2 separate regions of the Rattus norvegicus genome follow, and region 2 is linked to region 1. The links are chromatin contacts, called in public Hi-C maps. All regions are on one chromosome and are shown on one strand. The core of a region is the stretch at or near the end of the contact, and the rest is flanking DNA. Distances in the headings are between cores, read along the strand shown. Region 1 overlaps Msi2 (musashi RNA-binding protein 2). Region 2 overlaps Msi2 (musashi RNA-binding protein 2).

Evidence for each region. A called contact is a pair of places that touch in the nucleus more often than the background predicts.
Region 2: a Hi-C map of kidney shows a contact between it and region 1, with 1.8 times the contacts expected there. The contact joins two enhancer-like sites. A contact is called at or near these places in 2 of 12 Hi-C or Micro-C datasets (kidney and liver).

Annotation. Positions count from the first base shown.
Region 1 is chr10:73,681,450-73,687,395 of GRCr8, forward strand. Msi2 (musashi RNA-binding protein 2) reads right to left here. Exons shown (of 12, transcript XM_039087672.2): 10 at 1,795-1,869. Among named protein-coding and RNA genes, the nearest start is that of Ccdc182, 97 kb to the left of the region's middle. Within about 2 kb of position 3,107, at least 8 of the 93 cell types and tissues checked have an H3K27ac peak or open chromatin away from gene starts, as enhancers often do. A contact at or near this core is called in kidney, where this site is marked.
Region 2 is chr10:73,803,649-73,809,594 of GRCr8, forward strand. The region is part of intron 6 of Msi2 (musashi RNA-binding protein 2); the gene reads right to left. Among named protein-coding and RNA genes, the nearest start is that of Msi2, 200 kb to the right of the region's middle. Within about 2 kb of position 3,048, at least 7 of the 93 cell types and tissues checked have an H3K27ac peak or open chromatin away from gene starts, as enhancers often do. A contact at or near this core is called in kidney, where this site is marked.

The DNA.
Region 1 (5,946 bases), core at 1,857-4,356:
TGTACCTACTCCCTGTTGAAGCTTTGACTTCTCAGGCGGAACCAGGCACCTGGGAACACCGCCTCAGCTTGCCCAGCCTCAGCTTGGTCACACTGGCATGCCTGTCTGTCTTGGGTAGATCCAAGGAGGTGAGTCATGGAATCAGAACACTACCAGGTGCTCCCTGGGTTGGCTCAGATGAGACAGGGGCCTTAGCATGGGATGTACCTCATTATCTCTAAACTACTTCTCCAATTCTGCATGCACACACCTCTACAGTACCACATGCCTTCTTTAAATCTCTTGAACAGGACTGAGCAACAGAACCCTTAGTGGGATAGAAAACTCTACATTCTACTCTGAGACCAGCCATCACCCTCATGTGGGTGCTAAGCCACTGGAATGTGGCCAGTGTGAATGTAGAACTCGATTTTTTTCCCTTTCTCCGAAATTTTAATTACTACAGATCTAAGTTTTAGCGACCAATGTTACCCAGTTGACAGGTAGACACTGACTAATGGCGAAGTATTAGAAGCTGGGACTCAAGACTGCTTGGACTCTTTTTTTCTTCTCTGTGCCTTCTGATTTGTACCTGTCTGTAATAGGGATAACCCAGGAACAGGTCTAGCCTGAACTCTGGTCCCAGAGAAGCTACTGCACACACCCTTCTACCTTGAACTTCTGAAACTCTAACTCCCTTCTGCCTCTGACCCCATAGTCAGAGAGAGGTACTCACCCTCTTTCAAAGGTCCTACCCAACATCCAATCACAAGTAAGAGAAGTGAGGCCCAGAAGCAGGTGACTCGCCATAGCCACTTGTCCAACTGGTACCAGAGATAGGATAAGTGCCTAAGTTTCCAGTGATGGCCAGAATCAGAGGATATATAGCCTTACATATCTTCTGTTCCCATCTCAAAATCTGAACTGAGGCCAGTGTTAGACTTTTCCTCCAATCTCCTGCACCTCAGGCTTAGAAAGCCTCCCTCAGGCCAGCTTTCTGCTCATCACATCTCTTGGGCCTCCAAGTAAAGATGTGAAAACTGCCAGGAGTAACCCCAAGTCCAGTCACCCAGCGTGGTCCCCTACTCCCTCATCTCCTACAGAGAACCATGGAGCACAAACTTCCTTACACCTGGTCTCTGACTGTGAGGCAGTAGGCAGCCTAATATATTTTCATTTGTACTGCTTTACCTCACAACACCCCTAAAGCATCCCTTCCTGCAGCATCCTTCCCAGTTTCCCCAGACCACGCCCACCTGCTCCCTCAGCTGAAGCACCAGGGCATGTGTGGTCAATGCCATGCTCTGCTGTCTGTGCGGAGTACAATGAGAATCTGCACATCTCATTCAGGGGGTAAAGCACAAGTCTGACTCCTGCAGCACCTCATCAACGTACGGCAGGAAAGCCCGATGTCAGGGCAGTCAGGCCAGGTTAGAGAGAGGAAGAAGGGGAGGCAGGCTGGGAGGCATTAGATAGGTAGATGTGGACAGCAGCAGGCAGCAGGGATGGTGGTGTGACAAGCCCTGGGCCAAGAGTTTAGTCCCTTAGGAGAAGACCAAGAATAGTCTTGGGGGAGAGGAGGCGAACAGAGGGGTCTTTCCATCCCTTCTCTCCTCCCTTTTTGCCACCAGCATCAAAGAAACACTTTAGTCCACTGGATAGCCCCAACTATACCCTTACACTGGACCAGAGGGAACGTAGCACACACGGGTATGCAAATTATGTTCTCTTTTGGAGCATCTGTCTGCTCCTCTCCCCTTCCCAGATACAGTCTGCCTCCCAAATTTCCAAAACTCCAGGGCTTAAGCCACTTACCTGGGAACTGGTAGCCATAGCTAGGAGCAAATCCAGGATAGCCTCTGCCATAGGTTGCCACAAAGTTGGGGTAGCCTTGAACACAGAGAAAGAAAAAGCTGTCAGTGGCCTTAGATCTGGGGTGATATTCCAGGGAAGCTAGCAATGACCATCAGCTATGGTTAGTCTCACAGAAGAGTGTCTCTGGGGAGGGTCTCTATCCAGGTCCTGGATCACCCCTCGTGCCTAGCTAGGGATGTGACCATTAGTATGTTTATAATTAACCCCTATTTGGGCAGCCAGACCGCCAAAGCCCAGGTACCAAAGCCCAAGAACCTGTAGAGTAAATGCCACATAGAAGATGGATCACAGTGCCTGCATCTGGTTCTGACATTTGGAGAGCTTACCCTGAATGTACTTTACCTTAAAGATGTTGACAGTAGGAGATTAAAGTCCTTGTACTGCCTTCCTCCAAGGCAGTGGGCAGGAGCCAGAGAACACCATATAGGGCAGAGCTACTCTGGGATTGGCTGTTTAGGAGCTACACAGAGGGCTGCCTGTTGGCTAAGCAAGCCACAGCTGGGGGAGGCAGGGGTCGTCCCAGCACAGACACTGTATAGAAGTGTGTCTTTAAAAGACCCAGAGGGACTATGTGAAACCAGGTACCATGAAGCCTCAGCTGAACTCTGAAGCCCAGGTATAGAATTTTCGTGGAGAATTTATGATGAGTGGTGACCTAGGGTGACTCTAAACTGAGGGGTGCTGAGAGCTCTCTGATGAGTCCTGGAGGGCACAGGCCTGCTCCAATCTATGAAGCAATTTCCCATTTAAGAGGTCACCTCAATACTGTCCCCCTCAGTCTTCATGCCCCTGTCTTGATTCTGACTACAGTGAAGGTGAGTGTAACCTTCTTGTATTTGAACATCCTTGGTGACATCCTTGGCTCCTCGGCTACCTCCTGTCCCTGTCCCCAGAGAGACCTACTCTGCCTCCTTCTACTCAGCGTGGGTTAGCTCAGTACAGTCATAACCCACACATGTCACCAGTCCCTGTCTCCAGAGACTTACTCTGCCTCCTTCCACCCCGTGTGAGCTAGCTCAGTACCATTCTACTCCACAGATGTCACCACAATCTCCTACCAGCATACTGGGTAGCCCTCTGCGTTGGCCTCTGAGGTGGCTGTCTGCTGGGTGTCAGGCCAGCTAGCATTTGAGTGAACTCTGTCCCTGCCTGGGAGGCAGGCCAATGCAAACTTTCACAGTGACCTGCATCTAGAGCCAGTGGGCAGAGGATGGGCAGGTGGCTCAGCGTTTACTCTGGCATTAGCAGGACAATCCAGCAGCCAGAGGTGCCAAGTGGCCCTCTGACCAGGCCATTCCTGGGCTGTCCCCTTGGCTGGGAGCTGGGGCTCTGATGGCTCAGCTCCCTAAGCTCCTGTCTGCTTTCCAGGTTCCATTCCTCAGCCTTCTTGTTAACTCTGGGCACCATTGCTCCTGACAATAACCTTTGCCATTCCAGAAGCCAGAGGAATTTCTTCTGTTTCCACCAAACAGCAGGTGGAAAGCCACTTGAGCGGTGGACTTAGGACAGGCTCTAGGCTTTCCAGAAGAGAGGGAGCAGTGGCCTCTCATCACATGTTTCTGCTCTCCTGACACATTACGAGCACAAGCTCTGGGGATTGATTATTGAACCCCATAGGTTCTCACAAGTCATACCACATGCATTCTGACCCTGCAAGCCAGGGCTGCGGATGAAGGCATTTAATGCTTTCCATTGCCAGCCAGTCAGTGTTTGTACCTCAGAGGCCCAAAGGTAGGTGTTGCATGGATGGCTTCTGACTGAGAACTATGGGTCACCACTGGAGCCAGTTCACTCATGGTCTCCGGAAATTAGGAGACCTGGAATCTAGTCCTGGCCTTGGGGATGACTATGATCTGGATGCTTGAGTCTCCTCCAATTCACACTGAAATCCTAACCACCAACCAGATGTACTGTATTAGAGGTGGGGCTTTCGTGAGGTGATTAGCTCACAAGAGTACAGCTCTCATAAATGGGATTAATGCTTATGGTGGTTTGAATGAAAATGGCCCCCATGGACTCAGGGAATGGTGCTATAGGGAGGTGGGGCCTTGTTGGAGTTGGTGTGGTGATGTTGGAGGAAATGTGTCACTGTGGGTGGGCTTTGTGATTCCAGAAGTTCAAGCCAGGTCCAGTGTCACTCTCTCTTCTTGCGGCCTGAGTATCTACATGTAAAACTTGAAGCTACTTTTTCAGCACCATCTCTGCCTGTACACAGCCATGCTTCCTGCCCTGCTGATAATAGACTAGACCCCTGAACTGTAAGCAAGCCCCAGTTAAATGTTTTACTTGATAAGAGCTGCCATGGTCATGGTGTCTCTTTAGAGCAATAAACCCCGAACTAAGACCATGTTCTTTGAAGGAAGGTTCAAGAGAGACCACTATTATCCCACTATGTCAGGACAGAGTACTGTCGTGACATTGATTATAGGAGTCACCATTTACAATCGATCATCCTACCAGTGCCTTCATTTTGGATTCCCTAGCATTCAGGACTGAGAAAGTGATGTTGACTCAAAAGCTGAGCAAACTCAGGGATTCTGTCATACAACTCTGACCTGAGACAGAGGGCTCCTCTTTCTCTTAGAGGCCGAGTCTTATCACAAGTAGAGAGCCTTACTGGGGTGGTGGTGGGGCACTGATGTACCTAAATGGTTGGCTCTTGCCATAGCTGGAGCCTTCCCGCATGTGCAGTCCCACTGAATTCACTGGCTAACAGTGCTATCTCTACTTCGTCTAGGCCTGCTACCAGCTCTGCCCTGATGAAATAGATACTCCTCCTGATGCCTCACTGGCAGAGGCTACAGGCAAGACAGAGTGACTTAGCAGTTTTCTCAGGAAGGAGTGTAGGAGGCCACTGAACTCTTAATGACTTCCTAATGGGGGAAAGGGAGAGGGAGAGTAGAATAGTGGTTAGACCTCAGAGCCCTGCATTGAATACACGCAGGAGGGGGTGTTTTCTGGAATTTATTTCCTGGCAGGGCAGCTCAGTTTTTCCTCTAAATTAATCATCCCCTATCAAACTAGATCTTTCAGAGCTAGATTTCTTATAGCGCTGTTTCAACAATATTGATAAATGGATTATAGGTAAACGGTCAAATCACTACTGCCTAGGTGCTTTTGTGATGAAAAATGACTCCTTTGCCTCTAACTTCAGAGCAGGGTCCTAAATTTGAACTGTTAATTTGACAGCAAGAGTCAGAGTCCATGCATCACTGTCCCTAGACGTAGGTGAGGGACAGCGAAATGGCCAGTCCCTCCCTGTACTCAAGCCATCTGTGTGACCCGATTGATTGCATGCATTCTCCCCCACCCAGATCTTAAAACCTTCAACACGAAAGGAGAAACAGACAGTCAAGTGCACACCAACTTTGGGCCTCGCCCTGATATTGTAGGCCAATCTCATCATCGCCCACAGAATGAAGATGAGAATTCCACACCTGCCGCGCTGGGGGATCCCATCTCCATACCCCCAATGCTGAACAGTCTCTCAGCCAGGAAGATGAAATTATAAATTTATAATACAACATTACTTCAATTTTCCTCTTCATTTGCGACTGTGCAGCCCAGCTCTGCTCCAGTGGCTCAGGGCCCAGGCCGCACGGGGGAAACTGGCTGGCTGCATATCAATAACACATTACAGTAGACCCACGCGAACGCTCCATCAAGCCACATTACAGCAGGATGACCCAGCCACCACTTCCATTAGCAGCTGGGCCCCTCCCACACTGGCCACTGAACAATTTATTTGCTCCAGTACTCTGGATGCCTGATCAATCCCACAGTAATTATCTCTTGTCACTAAAGGGGAAAAAAAAATCAAGCCTTCTGCCTGGCTGAGCATCTTCCTCGAACATAGCCTTTCCATTGTGACTGCCCAAGTCAGAAAGGGACAATAGAACTTGGGTGTGCTGTCAAGTTCTTTCTGTTGCCCTCTCCTGGGGATGCTCACAGGCCTCTCAGAACTATAGCTTTAGATCTTTGTTCCTAACAGAGAGAAGTTTACATCCTACATGGGTCATGGCTCCTCTGGGCTTTTACTCAACCACCCAGTTTCCTGAAAAAAGCTCTTCCCAGACCCTTGACTTTAATGGA
Region 2 (5,946 bases), core at 1,798-4,297, 120 kb after region 1:
AGAGACCCTGACGTGGGATGGAGCTTCGCTCTACTGGGGAAATGCTGTGGAGAATTACAAATGAAGGACTTAAGCAACTCCGAACATTATACAGCAGAACTATCTCTTTTCATCTGCGTTAATGTGAGCAAACCTGGGGTGGGGGCGGGAGAAGAAAAACCTTTAATCACAACTGATTCAGGTGGTATCAAGAGCAAATTATAACATGAATACTGCACGCCAGGAGAGTTTAAAAAGAGAAAACTGGTGACTTTCAGAGCACGGTTCTTCCTTTGGCCAGCTCTGTGGTTCATCACAGAGGGAGAGGACAGGGGCAAAGCTGTCGGGCCAGAGATGCTGAACAGGGGCAAACAGAAAACTGGCGCCATATGCCACCAGAGGTGTAGCAAAAACAATCACCGCCGCCATTGCCCCGGTGCTGGCTTGCCGTCTGCTGTGGTCTTTAGTGGCTCTCAAGTTGGAAGGGAGAAGGTCTCTGCTTCTACCCATATACATCTTCTGTGACAGCATGGACCCCAAACCAGTGCCATCTGTCTCTTGTTCCTCCCAAGGTGCACCCCTCACCCATGAAAAGTGCTGAGACCCTCTGGCTACTGGAGTCTGTATTACGACTGTGTCACATCGACATTCAGTATGCGTTAGAACCAGCCATGGGCCCTGGTCCCTAGGCTGACTGTTTCTGTGGTCTAAGTGTTGGCCTGGCTGCATGTTGTCACCTCAGCTGCACTGGAAGCTTCCAGTGACACAGGGCTACTCACATGCTGTCCTGTAGCCACGGAGGACAATGTCCTGGGACCTCATGGTACCTGCCTTCTCTTAACTCCCCTACATGGTACTCTGCCTAAACACGCACTCTGAGCCTCAACCAACCCTCAGAATACAGAGAGAAAACAGAAGAGAGAGGTTAAGGGCCCTACATGAGAGGAACATAAATCAGAAGACTCCTCTCAGATCCCAGAAACCCTTCGTCCTACTGCCACTACAAGCTATGAGCACATAGCCCACAAGGGGCAGCGTGGTACCTCCCATCTACCCCTCCCTGGGCACTTTGGCCAGGTGCTCTGTGGAGACTGCCAACTTGCACATTGGCTCCAAAGAGTCTGAGCCCTTCTAAGTGACCGGCTCCAAGTACTAAGCTGCTGCCTTTGGCTAAAAGAAGGGGGAAGAAAAGGACAGTAGGTAGTGGAGACAGAAGAATGCAGCCCCACCCCCTTCCCCACAAGGCATATCATCCTCTCAGAACAATCAGGAAGATTGGAATTGAGAAACAGGAGCAGATCGAAACATTTACCAAAGCTCTGAGGAATGTGCCCACCTCTGTCCCGCAGAAACTGAGCACCAAGGGCTGCTCTCAAAGATCGCGGTCGTCCTGGACCTGAGACATCGTGACACCTGAGCCTGGGGTTCTATTCCAAATACTAGCACTGTCTCTTTGCCTTGGAGAACCAGGACACTGGAGTGAGCCCAATGCACCTCAACCGTGCTCCTGGTTTTTCTCCCCTGCAAAGGCCATCCTGGAGGAGGGAGGGTGGCTGTCAAAGGCCTCCAAACTCTCCAGGCTCTAATGAGAGGGTACCTCTAGGGGATCTGAAGCTGAACAGAAGCTCCCCGCCAAATGAGCCTTTTGGCCTAATTTACTTGGCAAACTTCCTCAGGTGTCGACAATAGTCCTAAACATACTGAGTTTAGGAGAACAAAAGAGAGATCTCTAGTGTCTGTTGCTGGATATTCTAAACAAGCAAGATAAAGGACTAGGAGTTACAGAGTGCCAGGCAGTTTCAACGTTAATGCTCCATGGTCAGCAGGGTGACTCCCTACTAGGAGCTGGTTTTGTTCGGTGCCTTTTCTTGTGCTAGCGATGGACTCTATGGGACCTTGGGCATGCAGGGCTCCACCTCCAAGCTACACTCTTAGCAGTTATCAGGAAGAGAGCTTGCCTAAGGATCTTCAAGGTCCTCCATCTTTCTGCCCAACTTGCCATTGGTCTGACACATACATACTTGTGTCCCAGAAGTGGATGTTCAGGGTACCACCATTTAGATTTCAAGGCAACACAACGTGTTCCTGACCTTCCGCCCGCTGGGCATTCGAATCGCTCCTGCTGTACCCATCTGCTCATCCAGTTCCTCTTTCTTCCCAAAACAATGCCCGTTTGCCCACTCCCCTCAAAAAATGCTTGGCCTTGCAAGAAGATTCGCTTGTTGATTTTCTTCTCAAAGTCCTGTTTCTTATAAGAGGCTTCACCACCTGCCATCTGCAGAATGGGTCTATCACAGAACAGAAGCCAACCCCGCCCAGAGTTCTGGCTCCAACTCCCCCTGCCTTCCCCATCCCAAGCATATAAGGTGAACACAATGTTGGGTGATAATGAAGGCAGACGGGACTACGTGCTGGCAGTAACTGGCTCAGTTTCCGGCATGTGGCAGGCTTTTCAGGATACTGTGGGGTGCTTCACGCATTAGGGAAGAGGCAAGGGGAATGGTTTAAGAGCTGAAAGAAGAGGCGCCAGAGCGGGCTGGGCCCTTCGGGGCTTATAAGCCACAGCAGCTCTGGAAGAACCTATGGGCGTGGTACCAACTGGCCTCACTGGGCCCGCGCCATGAGATTTTCTGGCCAATTTGGAATTCCAAAGTTCATGCTTGGAAGTCCAGAGGCATTTGGCTCAAGTTCAGGGACGCGTCTTTCCTGCCAGGTAGACCTGCTCTCCTTTATCCTGTGCCCCTTCCACCTTCACAGCACTTGCTCCTGGCAGCCCCAGCTCTCCTCACCTCCCTGCCTGCCTCACTTCTCCAAGGAACTCATTCTTCCTCTTGAAGTTCTATCAGACACCCAGAGATGACATCCAAACCCTCTTTTGATAGAAGAATGCTATCCAGACCCCAGAAGCCATGCAGCCTGCCCAAGGCCACTCAGCCAGTTGGCAACAGAGCTGGGACCAGAAACCAAGGCTCTTAATGGCCCTTAATGGCTCTGATGACACATAACCGAGCACGAAGCTAATAGAGAGACTGCCTCCGGCCTGGCCAGCTCCTGCCAGTGCTTCTTCCAAGAAGCTCCCCTGGGAAGGGCGTGTGGAGCCCTGGACCAGTACATCAGGTTCCCTCTTGCCATGTTTACACGATGCCAGCTTCACTGGGCCACCATTTTTGCAGGATCTGAACACAGCCATGAAAAGCAAGAGGCACACACACTGTACACACGTAACCTTCCCTCCCAATCACCTTGGATGAAGAAGCAAAGCTCTAGCCCATATACAAACCCCCATAAACTATGCCATGACAGTAGTTAAGGGAAAAAAAGAAAGCAGAAAAACCTTGCCAAAGGAGAGGCAATTTCAGCCCATTGCTGATTATCTTTCATTATTCCACCGAGCTTCCGCAGATGCTGAAGGAGGCGGATGTTTAGGATGTATGGAAATATCATTTCCTCCTGGGACACGGAGGAGGGAGGTGTGGTGGCTATATACTCAAATGAGTTTTCCCCTGGTTGCTTCCTCCAGTAAGCTTAGTGCCACCCTCAGGAGAAAGGAGGCCCACTCTGGAAACAGCATGATCACTGGGACAAATGAAGGTGGCTTGGGCTGCTGCTCTGGGTTCCTTCCTTTGGGCTCTCTCCATTTACTCCCACACACACACACACACACACACACACTTGCTGAGGACCCGCCATGAGTCTGGCACAGAGCTGGGGATTGGGAAGAGCGCCCATGTACTAATGACATGATGGACAAGTAAAAACAATACCAGCGAGGCGCTGGGCCATAGGGACAGAGGAGATGGGGAGTATTATGGGAACAGAAGGAGGGAAATACAGCTCAGCGTTCTAGGTGGGGAGGAAGGAATTAGCTGTCAGGTCTACAGATGTCTGCTGGTGTCGGGATGGATGTGCGGAGTGTGGAAAGGCAGAGAGCTCCAAGTGGAGGGCACAGCTCACGTAAAAAGAGTAAAAAGACCGTGCCGGGGGTTGGGGATTTAGCTCAGTGGTAGAGCGCTTGCCTAGGAAGCGCAAGGCCCTGGGTTCGGTCCCCAGCTCCGGGAAAAAAAAAAAAAAGAACCAAAAAAAAAAAAAAAAGACCGTGCCGACACAGTGCATGGTAAGCCCTATTTGGAGTAGCTAAACCTGGGCATGTGGGGAGGCAGACACATGCAGTACCCATGCTGAAAGCCCTTATTTAGGCTTTCCTCTAGGGAAGAAGGGCCACAGGCAGCTGCTGCACAGGGAAACGGCATGGACAGCCCAGCCTCCTGAACTGCTCCTCTGACAGCAGATGAAGGATAAGCCAGAGGAAGCAAAGCCTGAAGGTCAAGAAAAGAGTTTTGCCACTTCAAGGACAAGTGCTAGGAGAACGAGAGCCAAAGACAGAGTAGTCAGAGAGAGGGGCAAGGCATGTTTTCAGGATGCATAAAGAAAGTGATGCCTGTAGAGGTGTGGGGACAGGAAAAAGGAAGGCGAGGAGATACCTCTCCGTTCCTAAATCCCTGAAATGGAGCACAAAGGCACGGGATCTGACTACAGCCATGTGTGGGGCACATGGATCCCAACAACGGAAACACAGCTCCTGGACTGGCATCACGGCCCCCCACACTGGCTCTGAAGGGTTATGAGCTGACTCCAGAGCATAGCCCTGGATGCTCATTGGACTCCTTCACGACGCGGTCCTAAGTCCTCTGCACTCCTCACATCTCTAACCTCAAGCCACACCCTAAGGTGCTCAAGACTTCCACGGTAGGCTGCCCCATCCCGCCTTCCCTCCACCCCTGCCTGGCAAGACTGATTTTGCTCCCTTTAACAATCACAAAGCCCCAAGCATAGGCATGGTTCTGTCCTTGAATTACACTGTCTTCTTCTGTAGCCAAGGTCACAGATGGTTCACTGGGTCTCTGTGCCCTTTGTACAAACTGGGGATCTTGATCTCCCGATACATTGCAATACCATGAAAGCCAATAAGCAGAGCTGAAGGCACATTTCAAGTTGACGCTTCCTCCCAGCCTCCAGATGGAGCCACTGCTCACACACTTCCTATTCAGGGTACAGGAGCTCAGATAACTTAAGCAGAGCGAGGAAAACCACCAACAAACAAGTTTCCCACACAAAAGTAGGTGAAATAAACCCTGCATATTCTTCGCATATAATGTAAGGAAATCACTTTCAAGTTCTCTTGCAAGAGGGAGATTATATAAATGCTATTTCTCGCGTGATGCCAATGACCCGAACTATTTTTGGAGCCTCATTTTGGCAGTAAGAACGCTTTGCTTTGGCTGCGCTGGGTTTTTGTTTTGTTTTGCCCTTCCCTATAGAAAGGAGACTCAGCTCATTTGGATTAACTGAACTGAAAAGAAAGCAGTATCTCGGCTCGAATTCCACAAGGCCGGCAGAGCCCCTTACAAATTCATTTCTGCTTCTCAGATAGCATTTGTGAACCTGTTGATTAGAGGAAGGCTATAGCCTATATTGGCTAGGAGGAGAAAAAAAAAACCCTATGATGTCTGTCCCCTCCTTCCCCAACTGAGCAGACGAAAGCGCAGCTCCCGCCCATGTGGGTGCTCAAAGTCAGAGAGCAATTTGCATGAGTGGAAAACTCATTTCAGAAGCAGCAGCAGAAGCTGTGATTCTGACTTTGTATTCTGGGAAGGTGATTGAAGGCGTGGGCCTGGCTCGAGAAAACCAAGTCCCCAACCCCAGCTTTCCAGAGCTCACACAAAGGGAAGCTGATTTGGGGCAGTGACACAGATGTCGTATGCTGGGGCAGATCTAGGTATAACTGGTGCACCCGTGTACATCTGGGATACAGGTTGACCCAGAATACTAAGGTGGGGCTGGAGCATTGGGGTGGGGACTTGGGGGTAGAGAAACTGGCACAGTGGGGTAGATCTAGTACACCACTGCAGTAGTCTTTCATACTGGTGTGCATCTGGTGAAACAGTATAGACCTGGCATACTGGTGAG